Regions from separate parts of the Ovis aries genome. Here region 2 is linked to region 1. A link is a contact called in public Hi-C data. All regions are on one chromosome and are shown on one strand. The core of a region is the stretch at or near the end of the contact, and the rest is flanking DNA. Distances in the headings are between cores, read along the strand shown. Region 1 overlaps LOC105604510 (a long non-coding RNA gene). Region 2 holds the start of CTIF (cap binding complex dependent translation initiation factor).

Region 1 (5,038 bases), core at 190-2,689:
TCCCCCAGCCATAAAAAAATTGATCTGAATACTGGTTTGTTGAGCTATTATCAACGCAAGGTTTGAGGAAAAAAAGTTAGTCTTAGGTGGAACCATTTGAAAAAAGGCAAATTCCAAAGCAAATACATAGTTTCATTAACATCGCTTAAGAAAAGCATTTCCATAAGGAAAACGCATCGGTGAGCTCAAGGTTTGAGAAAAGTTAAGTTCAGGTGGAATCAGGTGTCATCATGGCAACACAGAATTTTAAGAGGAACCTCCTTTTAATCTTGTATGGAGAAGGAAAAAACAATCTGACAGTTGTAGTTTGTTCCCTCCTGCTGCTTTATCTCTCCATCAGGAGAGATGAAAAAAAAAAATGTCTGACACTTGCAGTCTGTTTCCTCCGTTTGGAGACCCCTGGCCTTCCCGCCTCTTACCCTCTCAGTTCGACCCCTGAGTTAGGAAGATCCCCTGGAGGAGGGCATGGCAACCCACTCCAGTGTTCTTGCCTGGAGAATCCCCATGGACAGAGGAGCCTGGTGGGTTACAATCCATGGTGTCACAAAGAGTCAGACACGACTGACTTGAGCAGTCAAGCACAGCACAGCTCATGTAACCACTGCCCAGGTCCGTATAAAGACCATTTCCCCCACTCTAAAAGTTTCCTTCCTACCCCTTCCTAGTCAACTCCTCCCATAGGTAACCACAATTCTGACTTCTCACCTCAATTAATTTTGCCTGTTCTTGAACTTCAGTTCAGTCGCTCAGTCGTGTCCGATTCTTTGCAACCCCATGAACCGCAGCACGCCAGGCCTCCCTGTCCATCACCAACTCCTGGAGTTCACCCAAACCCATGTCCATCAAGTTGGTGATGCCATCCAACTATCTCATCCTCTATCGTCCCCTTCTCCTCCTGCCCTCAATCTTTCCCAGCATCAGGGTCTTTTCAAATGAGTCAGCTCTTCGCATCAGGTGGCCAAAGTATTGGAATTTCAGCTTCAACATCAGTCCCGCCAATGAACACCCAGGACTGATCTCCTTTAGGATGGACTTCATATCCATGAAATCATATGGCACTGGACGTTTTAACCAACTAAGGATTTCTAGGAACTGTAAACCATCCAATCTAGAGTTTCCAGGTTAGTCTTCATTTCGAACATGCTGTTATAAACACATTCTTACTTTCTAGAAGATTGGATTCCTACTTGACATACCCAGATGCTGTCAACAGACATTATGTAGTCCAATTCCCTTTGGCCTTAACTGTTTTCCACAATAAAGTTGTCTCATCTGTCCTACTTTTTAAAGAGAAATGTGTCTTGAAAGGCCATCTCCATCAAGAAGCCTCCTGCCACAGCTCTGGGTGTGCCAGGACACTCAGCATGTGTTTGACGGGGAGAGGGATGACGCTGGGACGTAAACAAAAGCTGGCAGCGGAGACAGACAGAGCCAGGGCTGGCCATCTGGAACCCCTGCAGCTGGCCCAGCGGGATGCTGCATGCCAGTCCCAACTGCCCAGCTGGAGGATTCTCCGCCTCTGCCACCCCCACCGTTGGCAAGGAACCATCTCCCTCCTCGCTGGCACTCAGATCGTTTCCTATTGGTCAGAAAGAGAAGAGTGGGCCCAGATTTGTTCATCAGGCCCAGCAGGACATGGCGAAAGCTTGGCAGCAACGAAAGCAGCAGACAAAAGGCTGTCGGAGCAGGGTCTGATGGGAAGGCAGCGCAGCTTAGAGCAGAGGCACGGCGTCCCTGCCACCTAAGAGAAGGGCCCCACTCTTCTCGGAAACCACTGCGGAAAGTTTGTCCCGCCACGTGTCAGGCTTTGGCTAAAACCAGGAAGTTGACGGGGACAAGGGGGTGGGCGAGGGGCGGGAGGGGCAGAGGGGACACAGCACAGTGAAGGAAGCATCCTTCACATGCAGGTGGGGAGTGGGGCCCTGCGAGAAAGACGGTGCTGGAGCCAGGGTGCTGCCCCTGCCTCCTACCCCACCCCCGCTCCAGCACACCTCAGAAGATCCCCAGAGAGCATCTCTCCAGCCCCAGCCTCCAACTCTGGAAGTCCCTGACGAGGGTGGAGAGGCAGCTCAAACCACCACCCAGGGGGAGAAGCAAATCTTCTATTCCAGGTACTTCTCCTGGCCTGGTCCTAACCCCATTGCCATCATTTTCCCCTCCTTTTATGCACGCGAGGACCACAGCTCAATTCGGCTTTGTCGAGTCAGGCTGGGATGACGTTCCCTGGAGGCGTCTCCCAAAATGCACTGGCCCCACAAGTCCATTTGAACAGCCATAGGAAAGTGAACAAAGAAAGAGGGAAGAAGGGCATCTGTTCCCAGGCTCCCAACCACCACTGGTCATTTTTGTTCCGTGGGGTGGTGGACCTCTCCTGCACTCCCCAGCTGTGCATGAGCACCAGGTGGGTTTCCACGAGTCCCGTGTGGCAGTGTCAGCTTAACCTTTCAGGATAGGACATGAGAGTATAAGCAAGGCTGTCCTTAGGTCATACGTGGCCTTGGCAGATGTTTTCTGTGGGCTCCATCTGTATAAACAATTTAATTTAAAACTCTACTAGTTTCCGAGTTTCACAGTCTACATGAGATACAGTGATTTGTTGATGGGAATTTAGATAATGGGCCAAGAATTGGTATTTACATGCTTGTTTATTCTCCTATCAATACACGTAAAGTTTTCTTTGGACGTATCCAAGCACCATGTCTTCCTGTTCAGGGCAGGAAGCATCTCTTCCTGTTCACGACTCTCAGGGCACCTGACTAATCACAAGCCTGAGAAAAAGGTAGCAACGCTGTCATTACAGGGTCATGACTCTTTGGAACCAGTCTGCACTGAAACAAGACAGATCTTCTTCTTGCCTCTGCAGTTCCCTTCTACCATGTATTTAATGCTGGCTACCTCATTACTCATTAGGCTGCCCCATCTTCTGGAGCCACCTGTGAATACTGGCTTCCAACGACTCTCTCAAAGGTTGTTGAAGTGCTTCACGGAGATGACCACAAATTCAAGTCTCACTCAGAGTATGCATGAAAAGGTAAGGGATGATTCATTTCCTGGATAAGCATGTTAAAGCTGTCCTTCTAAATTTTACAGTGTAAATTAAACAGTATGTCTCCCAACGTGTATTCCCATTTTGTCCTTAATCTTTGCATCCCTGAATTCAATCTCTCTCAAAGTTGATTTCACCCTTGCCTTCCATACGTGGCCAAAGAGGGGACTAGTGAGAGGCCTGTGGGGAGAGTAAGAATAGTGGAACAACTTCCACAGGGAAAGTCTATTCCTCATTCTCCGAGTCTTCAGACTGGCCTGGGAGAATGTGATATCACAGCCACAGTCAGAAGGGCCCATTGACTTTGAGAGCAAGAAGCTGGAAAGTACGGAGGAGAAGGAAGGGCCATCCCCAGAGGACTTTGGAACAAACCAGAAATGGGACCTGAGTGACTCTACAGGCTTGAGTCCTGGAGCTCCTTAGGATATCTATGTGACCCCTTGCATGGTGTGTGTGTGTGTGTGTGTGTGTGTGTGTGTGTGTGCATGTGTGTATCATGGGAGAAATCAGGCCCCATGCTTATACAGGTTGCAATGCAGGTTTAGGAGAGCTTAGAAAATTCCATGGAAGGAGTGGCGAGGGATCAGCAAGCCTGAGGCTCCCACCAGAGTCATGGGTCTTGCCTGCCTGGATCTAAGTGATGGTGGTCCTGAGTGATGGATTGGTCCAAGATGACACACTGCTAGCTTGGACCCATGGGAAGTTGGTCGGAGCCCTTTGGGATTGATGCTTACAGAAGAGGCTAGAATATAAGACAAGAGGTTTACATGATCTGTCGTGGTGCATAAAAGTTCTGACATCCTCCCCTTCAAGGTTTTAAACTCCCTACGGATAAGGACCACATCCTTAAATGCCTCATATCGTATAACATAAGCCCGTGAGGATTTAACTAAATGCTCAGTAAACACTTAAACTTACTCCATCAGTTATTCAAAAGTGTTCATCAAGGTCCTGCCTCATATGTGCAAAGAAACATTAAGCTTTATGAGGAATAAAAGGAAATATGCAATATAATCCCGGCCTATGAAACAACTGGGTAATTTGATTGTTCAATCGAACGAAGGGAGTGACAAACCTGAAGTTCACAGAAGAGTCCACCCCCTTCCTGAAGGGCTGGATAGTAGTGCTGTCTTAGGTTTAGGTTGTCAAACCACATATCACAGGCTGGACGTCTTAAACTACAGGAATGTATTTTCTTACTGTTCTGGAGGCTGGGAAATCTATGTGCAAGTTGTCAGCAAGGTAGATTTCACTCTGGGGCCTCTGCTCTTGGCTTTCGTTGCTTTTGTTCATTCACCTCAGTCATGTCCAACTCTTTGCAACCCCATGGACTGTAGCATGCCAGGCTTCCTTGTCCTTCACCATCTTCTGGAGTTTGCTCAAACTCATGTCCATTGAATCAGTGATGCCATCCAACCATCTCATCCTCACTTGTCCCCTTCTCCTCCTGCCTTCAATCTTTCCCAGCATCAAGGTCTTTTCCAATGTGTCAGCTCTTCACACCAGGTGGCCAAAGTATTGGAGCTTCACCTTCAGCATCAGTCCTTCCAATGAACAATCAGGGTTGATTTCTTGGCTTTTAGGGGGATGCCATCTCACTGTGTGCTCATGTGAGCTCTTTATGATTTTACAGAGAGAGGGAGATAGAGAGCAATCTCTCTGGTGTCTTTTCCACAAAGCCATAAATCCCATCCTGGGGGGACCCACACTCACGACCTCTTCTAATCCTAATTACTTCCCAAAGGACCATCTCCAAATACCATTCCACTGGAGGTTAGGGCTTCAACATATGAATGTGGTGGGAAGGGTCACAAACATTCAGTCCATAACAAGAGCCTAACACATATTAGGGACTCAATAAATATTTGCTGAATGAATGAATTAGGAGTTTCAGATGATTTTGCCCAGAATATGGACTCCCACTGATGGCCACAGTGAAGTCAAATAAATAAGCATGTATCAAATATCACACAGTCAAAGGCTCTATCACAG
Region 2 (4,626 bases), core at 1,666-4,165, 36 kb after region 1:
AAAAATAATCTGGCTTTTGATTTCTAGGCTATGTGGTGACAATTCAGGTGAAGGCAACTCTCAGTAACTCAAATCTGCCACAATTAACCAATTCCAGTGCCAGTTCATTGACTCTGCATCCAGCAGCCTCTCTGATCCAAGCTTGCAAGTAGGACATAGATCAACAGCAGGGAAGGAAGGGTGCCATGTGAGGGACTAATTAAAGCCCAGACCTTCCAAACGGGAGGAAACCCACAATTTCCAGAATGAGTGACCCATAGAGTCTTCCTCTCAGAGACTCCCATTCCAGCCTGAAGTCCCCACCAGCAGCGGCCGATTCAGAAAACTCTAGATAAAAAGACAAAGAAGTCAGAGTTGGAGGAGAGAATGCCAAGAGGGTCTTATCATCTAGTGATGAAGGTGTATTAGTTGAGGTAAAGCAGAGGCAGGCTCTAGGATACAGAAAGCAGTAGGTAAGTGTTGCTGGGTGGAAAGAAGGACTCTGGGAGCCCAGAGACATCATCTAGTGAAGGGGCCTTGAGTTCAGGGCAGGGCAGGTCAGGAGAGCTGAGCCCTTGGGAGGTGACGACTAAAGCTGCGTGAAGGTTCCTTGAAGATACAACCCTAACCAACTTCACACATGAACATGAGTCGCCTGAAGAAATTCTCCCTGCAGCACCAGCTCTGCTGGCCTAACTGCAGGGAAAAAAAAAAAAAAAAAACCCTCAGGGGTCATTCTTCTGGCCCAGAAAGACCCTGGGACAGGGAAAGGAATCAGCCATCATAGAGAGCTGCTGTGAGACAGAGCCAGGGTAAATGCATTGTCACCATGGGTCCTCCTAAGGCCAAAAAAGGGTGCTGAATAAGCTACCTAAGGTCATTCATTTGGAGGTTAAGTCAACAGCCCAAGATCCCAGATCCAGGAAGTGTCATGCCTGGAAATCAGGCTCAGGGGCCAGGCTGACTGAGGAGTCTACACTGTCAGCACTGGCTGTCTCACTGCAGGCGCAGCCTCCAAACGGCCAGGGAGCACTCTCCACGGGTGTTTTGCATTCTGCACATCGTTCAGCCTCTCCTTACCTCTGGGGGTGTGATTTACAGCACAGGCAAAACCAAGACCCAGACAATTCCATTCTTCTGCCTTTCGAAGTAGCAGGCCTATCACACAATGTGCAAAACACCACTGACAACGAAAGGTGGGTGACGAGGAATTTGCTGAGGGGATAGACTCTGGTACTATTGGTGCATATTTTGTAAACCCGGGTAATTGTGCAGATGTTAAAAGCGCAAAAATAACTGCTGAGCCAATGAGGCATAAATGTTAAGAGGGACAAAGCAGCAGGAAGAGTCAGGTGTACTTAAACATGCTCCTTCTCTGCGGGGATTGGGCCTCGCGTGGCTTCTGATACCCACTCTACCTCTTATGAATGCCTGACTATGGGTCTGCTGCCTTTCTCTAGAAGGGAGGGGATGACCCAAGAGTCAAAAGAGTCAAAAGAGCCAGACGTGGCTGCAGATGCTGCTTTGCTTTCCTCTGATGGCTTGGCGCATACCAAGAAGACATGCCCTCTGCTTTCAAAGAAATCCCACTCCTCCTTCAAGGCCCACTGCAAGCCCTACCCCTGGTGAAAAGCCATCCCAGGCTCCTCTGCCCTCTAGACCCATCCTTCATCCCTGACCCCCCCTTTTGGAGTCTCCCTTTTGCACTGCCAAATTGCTAGGACTTTCAGAATTTGCTCTTTTATCTCTGTCTGGAGCCTTTGTACCCTGTAGCCTTGTTCAGAGGCCAACTCTTTCTTTTGCCTTTGTTAACATTTTTTAGTAATTCTTACCTAACACGCTGCCTCCTCCAAGGAAGCCTTCCTTGATCCTCTCCTTCTTGCATCCGTGCTCCATCCTGGCTGGCTGCTCCTCCTGAGGGTTCCACAGCACGTTATGCCTACACCTATGTTAGGTGTGGACTTATCCCCTATACCCTCATTGACTGCAGTCCTTAATGCTAGACTTTGAATTCCTTGAGGGTCTCACCAGTCTTGGCATCCCCAGACCTGTTCTGTCTGTGAAAAGTGCTCACTAAATGTTATATGAATTTATAAACAATTTTTTTCAGCAGCTATACCATGTCCCACAAGTCCTTCCATGAGTTTATAACCCCTTTCCATGAGTTTATAACCCCTTTCCATGAGTTTAAGGGAGTTCATAACTCCTTTGCTTGGAAGGTGTACAGCATCATGTATTTCTCCAGAAGGCTTCTCTGTGCTAAGCCCAGTGCCCAGCACCTAACAGGTACTTGGAAAACACTGGTGATTCGGTAAAGTGATTACTGAATTACCCTCTGCGCTGAATTCTCCTGTCCACCAAGTCCCCTGCCTTAGCCCTTAGCATGGCCAATGGAAAATTAATTGGTTGCAAAGTGCATATCTAATTACAACATCCCGCCCCTGCCACTGAGATGTTCAAATGTTAATTATAACATATGCATCTCAGTAACAGACGGTAGCATTTAATAGAGCATTAGTAACTGCCCTTGGGCCGCCCAGGGAGTACACAACGCTCCCTTTCATCTGCTCTTAGGACAGACTTAGCACTTAAGAGCAAGGAAGTCCTCATCCTTAAAGCCGTCCGGTCCCTAAAATCAAATGTTTCCCTCCTCGCCCAAGTCCCCAGTTGAGGTCCCCACGCGGGGCGGCGCCAGCGCGCGGGGCGTGGGGTGGGGATCGGCCGTCGGGCGTGGGGTTTCGGCGAGGCTCGATCTGCTATCTGGGCGGCTCGGGCGGCCTGCCCCCGCGCCACGGCGGCGCCCCGCTTCTCCAGGGCCCGCCATCCCGGGAAAGAAAGGCGAACTACATTACCCAGCAGGCCTCCCGCCGTCCTCGTTCCTTTCATGTCTTTGCACGTGGCCGGAGGGGAGGGCGGAGCCTGGACGACACCCTCCCACATTCTCTTTCCCTGTGTCAGAGCAGGGATCATTTTTTTTTTTTTCCTTCCTCTGCTCCCTCCCCCCGCCCGCCCCTCTTTCCCTCCTTCCCTTCCCTCCCTCCCTCCCCTCTCGGCTGGGTTTGTGCGCTGGGGCGCCGGAGGCCCCCCCCTTAGCCGCCGGGACGCGCGGAACTCGGGGCGGGGGATCGGCTCTCCCGAGCCTCCTCCCTCCCTTCTCCTTCCCTGCCCCCTTCCCCCCCCCCCCACCCCACCCCCAACTCGGGCTCGGAGCGGCGGCCTGAGGAACCCCGAGGTGAGCATCTCCCCCACCGTCCGCCGCCTCCCCCCCCAACCCCCCCGTCTCCTGTAGTCATCTCTCGTTGCGGGTCGATTCCGGGACCGGTGAGGAAGGGCTCTGTGACGTGTGCGTGCTTACAGATAAATCCGGGAAAACCGCCCCAAACAATTAGCCCCCTACCTCCCTACCTCCTCCTCCCACCCTGCGCCCCGGGCAGCCAGGCGTCCGCGCCCATCCTGCGTCCCCGCCTCTGTCGGGGACGGCACTGTGAGATCGCGCCCCCTCCCCAGGTTTGCCCCTTCTCAGCCGGTTCCCCGCCAGTAGGGGAGCCGTGGCCCTGGAGCTCCGGTGAGGAGGGGGGCTCTGTTGGCGTGGGGTGAGGAGGGGGTGCACGGTTGGAGCCGCGCGGTGTAGCCGCTGTCATGTGCCGGATTCCGACCCGGAGGGAGGAAGCAAGCGAGCGAGCGTGATTCCTCTCCCTTTTGTTGTGAAGCCCGCATTTGCTGCATTGGTTCACGAACCGGCCAAACTTGCAGCTGTTCTGACCGTAGTCGGCGGAGGTAGGGAGCGCGGCTCCGGGTGGCGGCTAAGGGCCGGAGGCTGCCGCGCTCGCGGCTCCCGGAGGGACCCTGGGAGTGTCTTCACGCTGCCCCTCCGTCCTCCTGCGACCGATTGTGTCTGTGGCAGCGGCCGCGTGTGAGTGTGTGTGTGTTTGTGTGTGCGCGCCCGTCCCCGCGGGCGCGGAGATGTCTGTCGTCTAGACAGGCTGCACCCTCCCTCCGTCCCTGGTGAGCCCGCGGACCGCGCGCGGGGGGCGCGGGGCGGGGATGGGAGCAGAGGAGAAAGCCGGATCGCTGGCTCCACTGCGGTCGCAGCTTTGGACCTTCCCCACGGCAGTGATTCTCCTTTCTTTTTTTACGTTCTTATTCCTGCCGCCGCGGTGTAATCGGGCCTGGGGAACAGACCTGTCCGGTGGAGTCAGGGTTAAGTTGACAGGCTTTGAAAAGCCAGCTCGCGGTGGCTGGTGACCCGGGCCGGAGCGGAGTGGGCTCCGGCTCGGGTTCTTTAACGAGCAGGTGACTGTCTCAGACGCGGGTCCTGGTGGGGTGTGTGTGGGGGCGGGGAGGGAGGTGGTGGGCGGCGGGCAGGGGGGCGGTGGCTCGGCTGCAGCGGAGATCTGGTGCCCCGGAGGGCCGCGTGTCGGAGCCAGGGTACCGCTGGGGGAGGCGTCCCGGGGACCGCGCATCTGAGTTGGGTCTCTCCTCTGATGTTAAATGACAGTTGTGGAGGGGAGGTGGTGGAGGTCTGAGCCCCTCTGGGCTGCGTTGGCTGTTTGGCTTCGCGGAGTTTTCAGGGTTGGTGTTGCGGGGGGGGGGCAGGTGTGAACAGAGAGGGAGGTGCGGCGTGTAAAGGGGAGGGGTGGTTGGCGG

What was found. A called contact is a pair of places that touch in the nucleus more often than the background predicts.
Region 2: a contact with region 1 is called in a Hi-C map of hypothalamus, with 1.9 times the contacts expected there. The contact joins the promoter of CTIF here to the enhancer-like site in region 1. A contact is called at or near these places in 2 of 16 Hi-C or Micro-C datasets (hypothalamus and skin fibroblasts).

The regions. Positions count from the first base shown.
Region 1 is chr23:48,509,597-48,514,634 of ARS-UI_Ramb_v3.0, forward strand. All of the region lies in intron 4 of LOC105604510 (a long non-coding RNA gene), which reads right to left. Among named protein-coding and RNA genes, the nearest start is that of CTIF, 35 kb to the right of the region's middle. Within about 2 kb of position 1,440, at least 10 of the 54 cell types and tissues checked have an H3K27ac peak or open chromatin away from gene starts, as enhancers often do. A contact at or near this core is called in hypothalamus, where this site is marked.
Region 2 is chr23:48,543,985-48,548,610 of ARS-UI_Ramb_v3.0, forward strand. CTIF (cap binding complex dependent translation initiation factor) reads left to right here and starts at 2,916. Exons shown (of 13, transcript XM_060405512.1): 1 at 2,916-3,211. It overlaps LOC105604510 (a long non-coding RNA gene), which reads right to left and starts at 2,877. Exons shown (of 6, transcript XR_006057796.2): 1 at 2,832-2,877; 2 at 1,812-1,893.